Linked DNA regions of Sus scrofa: regions 2 and 3 are each linked to region 1. Evidence: chromatin contacts called from public Hi-C and HiChIP or PLAC-seq data. All regions are on one chromosome and are shown on one strand. The core of a region is the stretch at or near the end of the contact, and the rest is flanking DNA. Distances in the headings are between cores, read along the strand shown.

Region 1 (3,053 bases), core at 320-2,819:
GCCTCCTCCTCAGAAAAAAAGTATCACACCGTTCTCTGCCTCCTCCATCATCTCTATAGTTGGGAAACTGAGCAGAAACAAGCCCAACTCATCTCTCAGGGCATCAAGGAGAACAGACTGTGACAGCACGAGAGGCCAAAGGTAGGAAAAAGACGACTGGAGCTGGGGCTTGCATGCACACTTAGAACCAAGAAAAGAACAAACCACACAAGAGGAATAGCTGTTTTTCTAGAGGATTCTTCTCAGGAGGGGTCTTTTAGGGTTGCAGCTGCTGCAGGCTGCGCAGGGCTTCAGCACAAGCCCGGATAAGGCTACACAGCTGGATGCTCGTCTCCAGGGAGGTGCTAGAGCCCAGCTCAGCTGAGGCCCAGGCCAGCTTCTGCAGGAGAGCCTCCCGTGTGCAGGCCACAACTTCAGCATTTGGAGGCACAGCAGGAGGGGGCGGCCCCTGGACTGCCTTGAGCCCTGCTGCAGCTCCCTCACAGTGCTCTGGACGGGGGACTGGGGGCTGAGGGGCTGGCCGAGAGCCTAACGGGGGCTCCGAAGCAGAGGCGAGCTGGTGCTCCCGAGCTTGGGAGAGGGCAGCCTGGGCATTCAGAGCTAAAAGAGGAGAAAGCCAGTGGAATGGTCAGGATACCTGGCCTGCCTCAGCCCCGAGCCACCTCCCTACTCTTTACTTTTACACTGTTCTGCTCTTTCTGTTCTTCAGAAGTTTTCCCTGCCCCTGTGTAAGGCAACTCATTCCTTTTCTTCTCTGTATCAATTATTTATGTCCTTGCTTCATCTCTCTCATCAGAATTATGCCTAATTAAGCTCAGACTCTCCCATGGTGTTGGGCACACAGTGTAGGTTTTAGTGCTTTTACTCAACGAGTGGTCCTTTCTAGAGCTGAAAGGAGAAAGCACCTTACCCCCGCCCATCAATCATCTTCCAGGCCTACTGTACTGTTCCTGAGCCTCTATCACCACACTTCTTCACCAAGCACACTCGATCCCTCACCCGGATTATCTTTATCCACGTCTGAATCGAGCTCCTGACAAGCCACGCAGTAGATTTTCCGCTGTTTGTCTTGGAGGAGGATCGTCTAGGAGCCAGAAAGCATACGGGGCAGGGGTGAGACGCTAGGCGATGCGGTCCAGAGTGGAGACTTGAGGAAGGGCCGTGCGGCCTAGCCCACGGCCCCATCCTGGTTCCCACGTCCCGAGTCTCTCCTCACCCCGCAGTCCGCGCACGTCTCGCCCAGCATGCGGTAACCACGCAGCAGGTAGTCGCCCATGAGCCGGGAGATGCGATCCTGCCGCTCCCGCCGCGCTTGCAGCACCTTCGTCTCCGCTTCAGTCGGGGGCTCCCAGGAGAAATCGTCGACTTCTGGGGGAAGAGAGGCATGAAGGGTTGAGGGTTTTGCTGAAGCAGACTGCCTCCCGTACCCCGCAACCACCGGCCCCCGCAGCCCAAGTTCTCACCAGCGCCGTTCAGAGCCATGTTGCCGTTGTCGCCGATAGACTTACCGGAAGTGACGCACAAGCAGAGCGCCCTCCTCTTGGCCCCGCCCCCTCGTGTTGGGCGGAGGAAGAGGGCGGAAATGCGCTCACTGTGCTCCTCTGACGTCACGATGCCCAGAGTGGGGCGTGTCTGCCGCAGACTGGAACCTGTCCCGCTGGCGCGGCTCTCGGTGAGAGCTCCGGGAAAAAACTTTTCGACTGGTGGGGCCTCAGGAGCGGCGTCTCCGTGATACCACCGCTTAGGTCGCAGGACCCGGAAGTGGCTGTGTACGGTCGCCCTTCCTGCCTGCTGCGGATGGCTGGAGAAATCTCCGCTGGCCTCCACCTCCCCCGGGGTTTCTCTTTCCGCACTGGCGGGACCTGGGGCCAGCCGGGAAGTGACATTATCTCAATAACGACACTCTTGATAATAACAAATGGCCCCTTACACACGCGTGGAGCCTCTTGAGACCTCAAGCGCTTCTCACTTCAACTGGCAAGGCAGGCCAGGCGGCGATCGTTCTCGCTTTCTATACCTTTCCGCCTATTTCAAGATCCCTCCCTTTCTACAGTTTTTTGTAGTCCAGTTGGCCTACCCCCTACTCCCCTCCAAGGCCTGGTGATGATGCAAAGGCAGCCCCTAAACAGACTTTTTGTTTTGTTGAAGTTTGGACCCTCAAAAAGAAAAAACAAATCTGGAGCTGTGGCTGTGCTGGGCGTGCGCAGTCGATTCCATGCTGTAGGGTGGGGCTGAGGGGCTTGCTACACGTGCCTGTGACCTTACCCTCTTTGGGTGGGGTGCTGTTCAAGTTATTAGTGCTCCCTGGACATTGGCCTTGGTGATTTTTTTTCTCTTTGTTCTTTTTCCATACACGTCCTCTCCCTGAATACGTTTGGAGAGGACAGGTGGAGCAGGCAGTGTCCTCAGAGGGCAGCCCTAGGGTCTCAGGGCTGTACACCAAGGCAATGGGGAAGGAGCTAGGACTTAGCCACCCCCCCCACCCCTCACCCCCACCAATCTCATTGGCAATCTCCTTTGAGAGCACATGCTTTCAGATTTTTGTCTTGGGTTTTTGTTTTTGTTTTTTTGTTTCTGGCTGTGCTACAGCATGGGGAAGTTCCAGGGCCAAGGATAGAGCCCAGACCACAGTAGTAACCTGAGACACAGCAATGACAATGCAGGATCATCAACCCACCAGACCACCAGGGAACTCCTCACAGTCTTAAGGGAGTTTTTTTTTGTGTGGTTTTTTTGTTTTTTGTTTTGTTTGTTTGTTTGTTTTTTGTCTTTTTAGGGCCCCACCCGCAGCCTATGGAGGTTCCCAGACTAGGGGTCCAACTGGAGCTGTTGCTGCCGGCCTATGCCAGAGCCACAGCAACACCAGATCCAAGCATGTCTGTGACCTACACCACAGCTCACAGCAATCCTTAATCCTTAATCCACTGAGCGAGGTCAGGGATCGAACCCACAACCTCATGGTTCCCAGTAGGATTCATTTCTGCTGCGCCACAACGGGAACTCCTTAAGGGAGTTATAAGGGAGCTTTGACCTGCTTAGGAAGATTTCCTTGA
Region 2 (3,053 bases), core at 343-2,842, 45 kb before region 1:
GTCCCTAGCAGTGGAAAAGGAACATCAGCTTTGAGCTGCCCTTTTCTCTTCATACAGTTCGTCCTCCGCCATCCCCACTGCTTCTCCCTCCACAGGGATCCCCCTTACAAATCCAGGGCCAACACAAAGAACAACTGGCCGCTCGCTCATGAAGCCAAGGTTCCCTAAGCCCCTTCATTCTCCAATGCTCAGGCCCAGGCACCAAGACTCCGCCATTCCCAGCATAGGCCCTGCCCCCGCCTACCTGGGCAGACTGCTGTCCCCCTGGGCAGGCTCTTCCTCTGGGTCCCCCATGGTAGAGTTGCGCTTCTCCACAATCTCGCCCTGGTCGAACATAGCATGCAGCCGATAGTTCACAGTCTTGATGGTAGCGAAGATGACAGCCACCACAAGGCAGTACACACCAGCCACCATCAAGCTGGGGGGCAGGACCTGGGGGCGGCAGCAAGTCAGGTCCCTCTTCACACAGCCCTGTCCCTACCACCTACCACCACAGTCAGGACTAGGACACACAAATTCATTAAACTCCATCACGCCTGCCGGCTGCTAATACAAAGACCCTGCGAGGCAGCCCTATCTCCAGCATAACTGGAATGAGATTAAGTGAGATTCAAGGTCACCCAGGCCAGGGAAATTCTGGCCTCTCTTCCACACACTCCAGACTCCGCAGTGAATCCTCTTCCCACACCCCAGCGCCCCAGCCACAGCCCAGAATCCCTGCCAGGTTGCACCCCTTCGTGACATCTGCCCTCCCTTTCCCCGGCACGAGTTACAGGTGGCCGCAGCATCTCACCATATACAGCAAGAAAGGAAAGGTGAGCAGGAAGATCCAGACATAGAGATGGAAGCAGTTGGAGAAGGTGCTCTGGTGTGGGTCGAAGAACCAACCGCCGGTGAGCGAGGCCCACACCCCCTGGCGCAGGATCTGCAACACCTGCGACCCCATGGCCCCGCCGCTGCTGCGCGCGCCCCCCTCCCGGGACCCTCATGGGGGCGGCCCCCGGCCCATGCCCCGCCTGGCGCCCGAGGGCCCCGGGGCCCAACCTCGCGCTCACGCCATGGCCTCCCCCAGCGGGGGAGAGGGGTCGGTGGGGCGAGGGTGCGGGCAGGGGGCGGGGCCGGCCAGGGCAGTCAGTGGTGCGAGACCCAAGAGCCGGGGTGGAGCCGCATCAGGGGTGGGGTCCAGGCCCCCACCCCCGGCCCAGAACTGCTCCTAAGGGCCGGACCGGCGGGCAGGCGCAGGGCACGGGCCGGGCACCGGTCGGCGGCATCCAGAGGTGGGCGTGGGGTGGGTGCTCCGGGGGTGCAGACGACGGCTCCCACGGTTCCGGCCCGGGGAGAGCCCCGGGACCCTGAGGTCCACTTCCGGGGTCACAGGTCACTCGCTTTGGGCTCCGCGGTCGCCCCGCTTCTGCGGGAGCCGACCCAAGGGGGAGGCCGGAAGAAGGAGCCGCGAGCCGCCAACCTGCAGTGGCGCATGCGCCCGACGAGACCAGTTGGGACCCGGAAAAGGAAAACCTTTCGGCTCGAATGCGCAAGCGCAGGGAGGTGGTGGACCGATAAGAAGCGGGAGAGCCCGCTGGGCTTGCGCAGCTGAGGAAGGGACGATCCAAAAGGCACAAGTCCTTGAGCGCATGCGCACACCTAAGCGATGCCAACCTAGCCGCGATCACTGGGCGGAACGCGAGGGAAGAGTTACTAGAGGCGAGGAAAAGGATGGAGGCGTGGACACCCCTGGGGGCTAAAGCCACAGTTGTGCGCTACTGGAGCAAGCCCCTCTAGGTGCGCCCTTTTTAGCGCTGGACGTCAAACGTCACGAGCGGCCTCTACTTCCGGGTCAGAGCTCAAACTCAGAGTGTAGAGAGAACAGGCAGGACTAGTCGAAATAGGATAGTGTCGTTTTTCTTAAAGTGACAGGCTCAAGGCAAGGGGGTCCGTCGCGCGGTTGCGAGAGCGATTTAGCTATTCCAAGTGCCATCACTGGACAAATTTCAGGAGCACAGTCTCAGGTTTCCATCCCTTCTTGGGAAAGAGGCATGAATTGTTTCCCAGGTGAAGGGAAGCAGTAAATCTTAGACAACGCGTTCCAAGAGCTCCAAGTGCAGCCAGTTTCGTCCTCCATTCTTGCCTACCCCCACTGCCAGCTCTGCAAAGCGGAGCTCCTGGCCCCAGTTTCAGACATGAAGAGAATGAAGCGCAGAGAAAGGGTCACACGGCCCTGCAACTTCGGAGCCAAGACCACACTCGGGTTTGCCCCTCTTCCAAGCCAGGATCTTTCCCCCAGTTTTACAGATGCAGACGTAGAGGGCGGGGACGGTCCCTCCTTAGCAGAAACCAACCTCGACCTTAAACCTGTTGTCACGGGAGGTGGGGGCTACGGGCTACACTTCCTCTCCTTCTGCCTCTCATTGCCCGCCTACCCGGTAACTCCCAGACCAAATCGCCCTGCAGCCTCTGGGAGGGGAGCGGTGCTACCCGCCCGCGTCATCTGATGCTGTTTCCTGCAGGAGAGAGAACAGCGGAAAAAAGTGAAACTCCACCCTCCACCTCTGCCTCCCGCCCCCGGGGCCAAAGTACAAAGGGAGGAGGAAGAAGGGAACGGGGTTGGAGCCATCGGGTCGCGAGAGCTGAGCCAGGAAGAGGCAGCTCAACCTAGAGACACTCCAGCCACCCCCCTGCGCAGAGACCCAACGGGAGTCCAGGCACTGCCCCTCGCTGGCCCCACCTTTCACTTGGCGGGTGCTGGAGCTCGGCTCCCAGGACTGCTCTGGACTGAGGGACGCCCGGGCCCCTCTGTGCCGGCCATGGTGAGACATCGGAGGCCCTGGGGGTCCACCCCCCCAGCCTGACCACACTGCTTCCCTAGGTCGCCCTCCTCCGGAAGCCCGAGATGCGGTGGGCCGGGAGGCGACACTCCTGGCTCCCCAGAGAGGCGTGGGTCTGGGGCTGAGGGCCAGGGCTCGGATGCCCAGGTTCCGGGACTAGGGCCTCGGCCGTCAGCAAGGGTGGGGACCGGGGCACCCAGGGAAGGTCCCCCACACCCGCCAGTGCCA
Region 3 (3,053 bases), core at 163-2,662, 33 kb after region 1:
CGGGTTAAAGATCTGGCATTGTCTCTGCGGCAGCATGGGTTCAATCCCCAGCCTGGAATAGTGGGTTAATGATCCAGCATTGCATAGATGTGTAGGGCCTGGGAACTTCCATATGTCGTGGGTGCAGACCAAAAAAAAAAAATAAATAAAAAAAAAAAAATAAAGACATTGGGAGACCAAACTGAAAGTCTTCAAATACAGGGCTGAGTTAGAAATTCATTCTCTTGTCAGTGGGAACCGGTGAAAGTTTTGTGAAGTATCAAGCACCAAACGTGCACACATCTACCCAGGTGCCCAGAGAGACATGGGCAAGTGGGTTTCCTGTTGTGCTTGCTTTGAAGCCAAAGTGGAAATTCAGGTTCTAAACTTATGTGAGGCCCTTGAGGGACACTCCCGGGAAGGAGGGGCTAGTTTCCTTCTGAGACATTCTTTCTGCTCCCCTCACTCGGGAAGACATAGATGAATGCAGCCAGGACCCAGGCCTGTGCCTTCCCCACGGGGCCTGCGAGAACCTGCAGGGCTCCTACGTTTGCATCTGCGATGAGGGCTTCACGCCCACCCAGGACCAGCACGGCTGTGAGGGTGAGTGCCCCCTCAATCTAGACAACTCCCCTGAGCGACAGCTGGTATCTGGGGATCAGGGAGAATCTCTTTCCCCTGGGAGAGCCCAGTGGGGCCAGGCCTCGCAGGAGGGCAAGGACGCCACATCAAGAATGGAGCTTGGCTTTCCCAGGGCCGCCAAGGGGAGCCAGGGGGGTGGGGAACAGAGGGATGAGGTGAGTGGGCTGCGTGGACAGGCGAAGAAGACATTCTGCTGGACCCTGAGCTGTTCTCCCCTCCCCTCAGAGGTGGAGCAGCCCCACCACAAGAAGGAGTGCTACCTTAACTTCGACGACACCGTGTTCTGCGATAGTGTACTGGCCACCAATGTCACCCAGCAGGAGTGCTGCTGCTCGCTGGGGGCTGGTTGGGGAGACCACTGCGAGATCTACCCCTGCCCAGTCTACAGCTCAGGTCAGGAGTCAAGCTGGCCCTTTCCCTTTCCAGAGCCTCGGTTTCTTCATTTGGAAACGTTTTGGGGGACAGGGCCCCTCCCTGTGTAGGTGGGAAATGAGGCGGAGAGCTCTGACCTGCGCCCGACCGCCAGCACGCACGCGCTCAATCCTGCCTCCTTCCTTCCCCACGGCCGCTGTCTCCTCGTAGCTGAGTTCCACAGCCTCTGCCCCGACGGGAAGGGCTACACCCAGGACAACAATATCGTCAACTATGGCATCCCGGCCCACCGTGGTAAGCCTCAACACCGCTCCGCCCGCCTGACACGCTCCGCTCCTACGGCAGAGCTTTGGCCCGCCGGGATCGCGCCAGTGCTGGCTGGTCTGTTTCCCCGCCCTGGGGTAAGGCCCGCCCACTCCGTCACTGTCTGCCCCGCCCCTCCACCAGGCCCCGCCCCATCACCGCGGGCGGAAAAGCCCCTAGCTTAGGGTTTCCTCCCCTTCCAACGTAAGCCCCGCCTACACGTCCTCGGCCGCAGGGCCGGAGTGGCCCGGCAGGTGCAGAGTGCGGGCGCCCACGGCCTGTCACTCCATAGACATCGACGAATGCATATTGTTTGGGGCGGAGATCTGCAAGGAGGGCAAGTGCGTGAATACGCAGCCCGGCTACGAGTGCTATTGCAAACAAGGCTTCTACTACGACGGGAACCTGCTGGAATGCGTGGGTGAGTGCAGCTGGCCCCCGTGGCCGTGGGAAAGCATCGTGGAGACACCCACAGTCACCTGACTCCGGGCCGGTTCCAAGCACTGGAGCTTCTCCTCCCCGCAGACGTGGATGAGTGCTTGGACGAGTCTAACTGCCGGAACGGAGTGTGTGAGAACACGCGCGGTGGCTACCGCTGCGCCTGCACGCCCCCGGCCGAGTACAGCCCCGCGCAGCGGCAGTGTCTGAGCCCAGAGGAGATGGGTGAGGCACGGGTCGGCAGGCTGGGGAAGCAGGAGGGAAGCTGGCCGAGTTGAGCTGTGACTTCCACCCCTACCCATCCCCTCGCTGCCTGCAGACGTGGACGAATGCCAGGACCCCACAGCCTGCCGCCACGGCCGCTGCGTCAACCTGCCGGGCTCTTATCGCTGCGAGTGCCGCCCGCCCTGGGTACCTGGGCCCTCAGGCCGCGACTGCCAGCTCCCCGAAAGCCCGGCCGGTGAGGGAGAGGGTCGTCTTGGGCTCTCCAGAGCCCTCTCCTCCACGTGGAGACCCGGGGCCGCAGTTCCCGCGAGGGTGGGTTGCAGTGGGGGCAGGCTGTCCCCGCTTTGGGCTCTTCCCTGACACTGGGTCCCCTTCCACAGACCGTGCCCCGGAGCGGCGGGACGTGTGCTGGAGCCAGCGCGGAGAGGATGGCATGTGTGCGGTCCCCGTGTCTGGGCCCGCCCTCACCTTCGACGACTGCTGCTGTCGCCAGGGCCGAGGATGGGGAGCCCAGTGCCGCCCGTGCCCGCCGCGCGGCGCCGGTGAGCAGGCCCTGGAGGGATCGGCCCAAGGGAGTTCGGGGGCGGGGGCTGGGGTGAATGGATGCCGCAGACCAATGACCGCCCCCTGCCCTTCTCAGGGTCCCAGTGCCCGACGTCACAGAGTGAGAGCAATTCCTTCTGGGACACGAGCCCCCTGCTGCTGGGGAAGCCCCCGCGAGGTGAGGGTAGAGGGAGGGGCAGGGGCGGGGGCCCTGGCCGTCGCTGCGGGCGCTGTTGACGTCTGCTTCTCCCTGCCCGCGCAGAAGAGGACAGCTCCGAGGAGGATTCAGACGAGTGCCGCTGCGTGAGCGGCCGCTGTGTGCCGCGACCGGGCGGAGCGGTGTGCGAGTGTCCTGGCGGCTTCCAGCTGGACGCCTCCCGCGCGCGCTGTGTCGGTGAGCGGGGCCGAGGGCGCGGCGCCGAGGGCGGGCGGTGGGCCCGGAAGGACCAGAAGCTGAGCGCGTCCGCACCTGTCACCCTGCCTGTAGACATCGATGAGTGCAGAGAGCTGAACCAGCGCGGGCTACTGTGTAAGAGCGAGCGCTGCGTGAA

Evidence for each region. Hi-C and Micro-C count contacts between places; a contact is called where the count stands out from the background. HiChIP or PLAC-seq counts read pairs in DNA pulled down with a chosen protein or histone mark.
Region 2: a contact with region 1 is called in an H3K27ac HiChIP or PLAC-seq map of alveolar macrophages. The contact joins the promoter of MAP3K11 here to the promoter of SSSCA1 in region 1. A contact is called at or near these places in 3 of 5 promoter capture datasets (fetal liver, fetal skeletal muscle and liver), 10 of 47 Hi-C or Micro-C datasets (alveolar macrophages, embryonic fibroblasts, fetal liver and 5 more) and 2 of 2 datasets of contacts at active chromatin or transcription factors (alveolar macrophages and skeletal muscle).
Region 3: a contact with region 1 is called in a Hi-C map of embryonic fibroblasts, with 2.2 times the contacts expected there. The contact joins the enhancer-like site here to the promoter of SSSCA1 in region 1. A contact is called at or near these places in 2 of 5 promoter capture datasets (fetal liver and fetal skeletal muscle) and 4 of 47 Hi-C or Micro-C datasets (embryonic fibroblasts, epiblast stem cells, heart right ventricle and 1 more).

The regions. Positions count from the first base shown.
Region 1 is chr2:6,682,995-6,686,047 of Sscrofa11.1, forward strand. SSSCA1 (Sjoegren syndrome/scleroderma autoantigen 1) reads right to left here and starts at 1,570. Exons shown (of 5, transcript XM_021082852.1): 1 at 1,464-1,570; 2 at 1,217-1,368; 3 at 1,000-1,084; 4 at 1-600. The coding sequence starts at 1,482. The coding sequence ends at 257.
Region 2 is chr2:6,638,469-6,641,521 of Sscrofa11.1, forward strand. It overlaps MAP3K11 (mitogen-activated protein kinase kinase kinase 11), which reads left to right and starts at 1,593. Exons shown (of 11, transcript XM_021082851.1): 1 at 1,593-1,782; 2 at 2,508-3,053. PCNX3 (pecanex-like protein 3) reads right to left here and starts at 1,465. Exons shown (of 34, transcript XM_021082830.1): 1 at 794-1,465; 2 at 245-432; 3 at 1-4. The coding sequence starts at 946.
Region 3 is chr2:6,716,544-6,719,596 of Sscrofa11.1, forward strand. LTBP3 (latent-transforming growth factor beta-binding protein 3) reads left to right here. Exons shown (of 28, transcript XM_021082854.1): 19 at 454-582; 20 at 847-1,014; 21 at 1,204-1,287; 22 at 1,589-1,717; 23 at 1,822-1,959; 24 at 2,054-2,194; 25 at 2,340-2,501; 26 at 2,600-2,680; 27 at 2,765-2,896; 28 at 2,990-3,053. Among named protein-coding and RNA genes, the nearest start is that of SCYL1, 15 kb to the right of the region's middle. Within about 2 kb of position 1,413, at least 43 of the 83 cell types and tissues checked have an H3K27ac peak or open chromatin away from gene starts, as enhancers often do. A contact at or near this core is called in fetal liver, where this site is marked.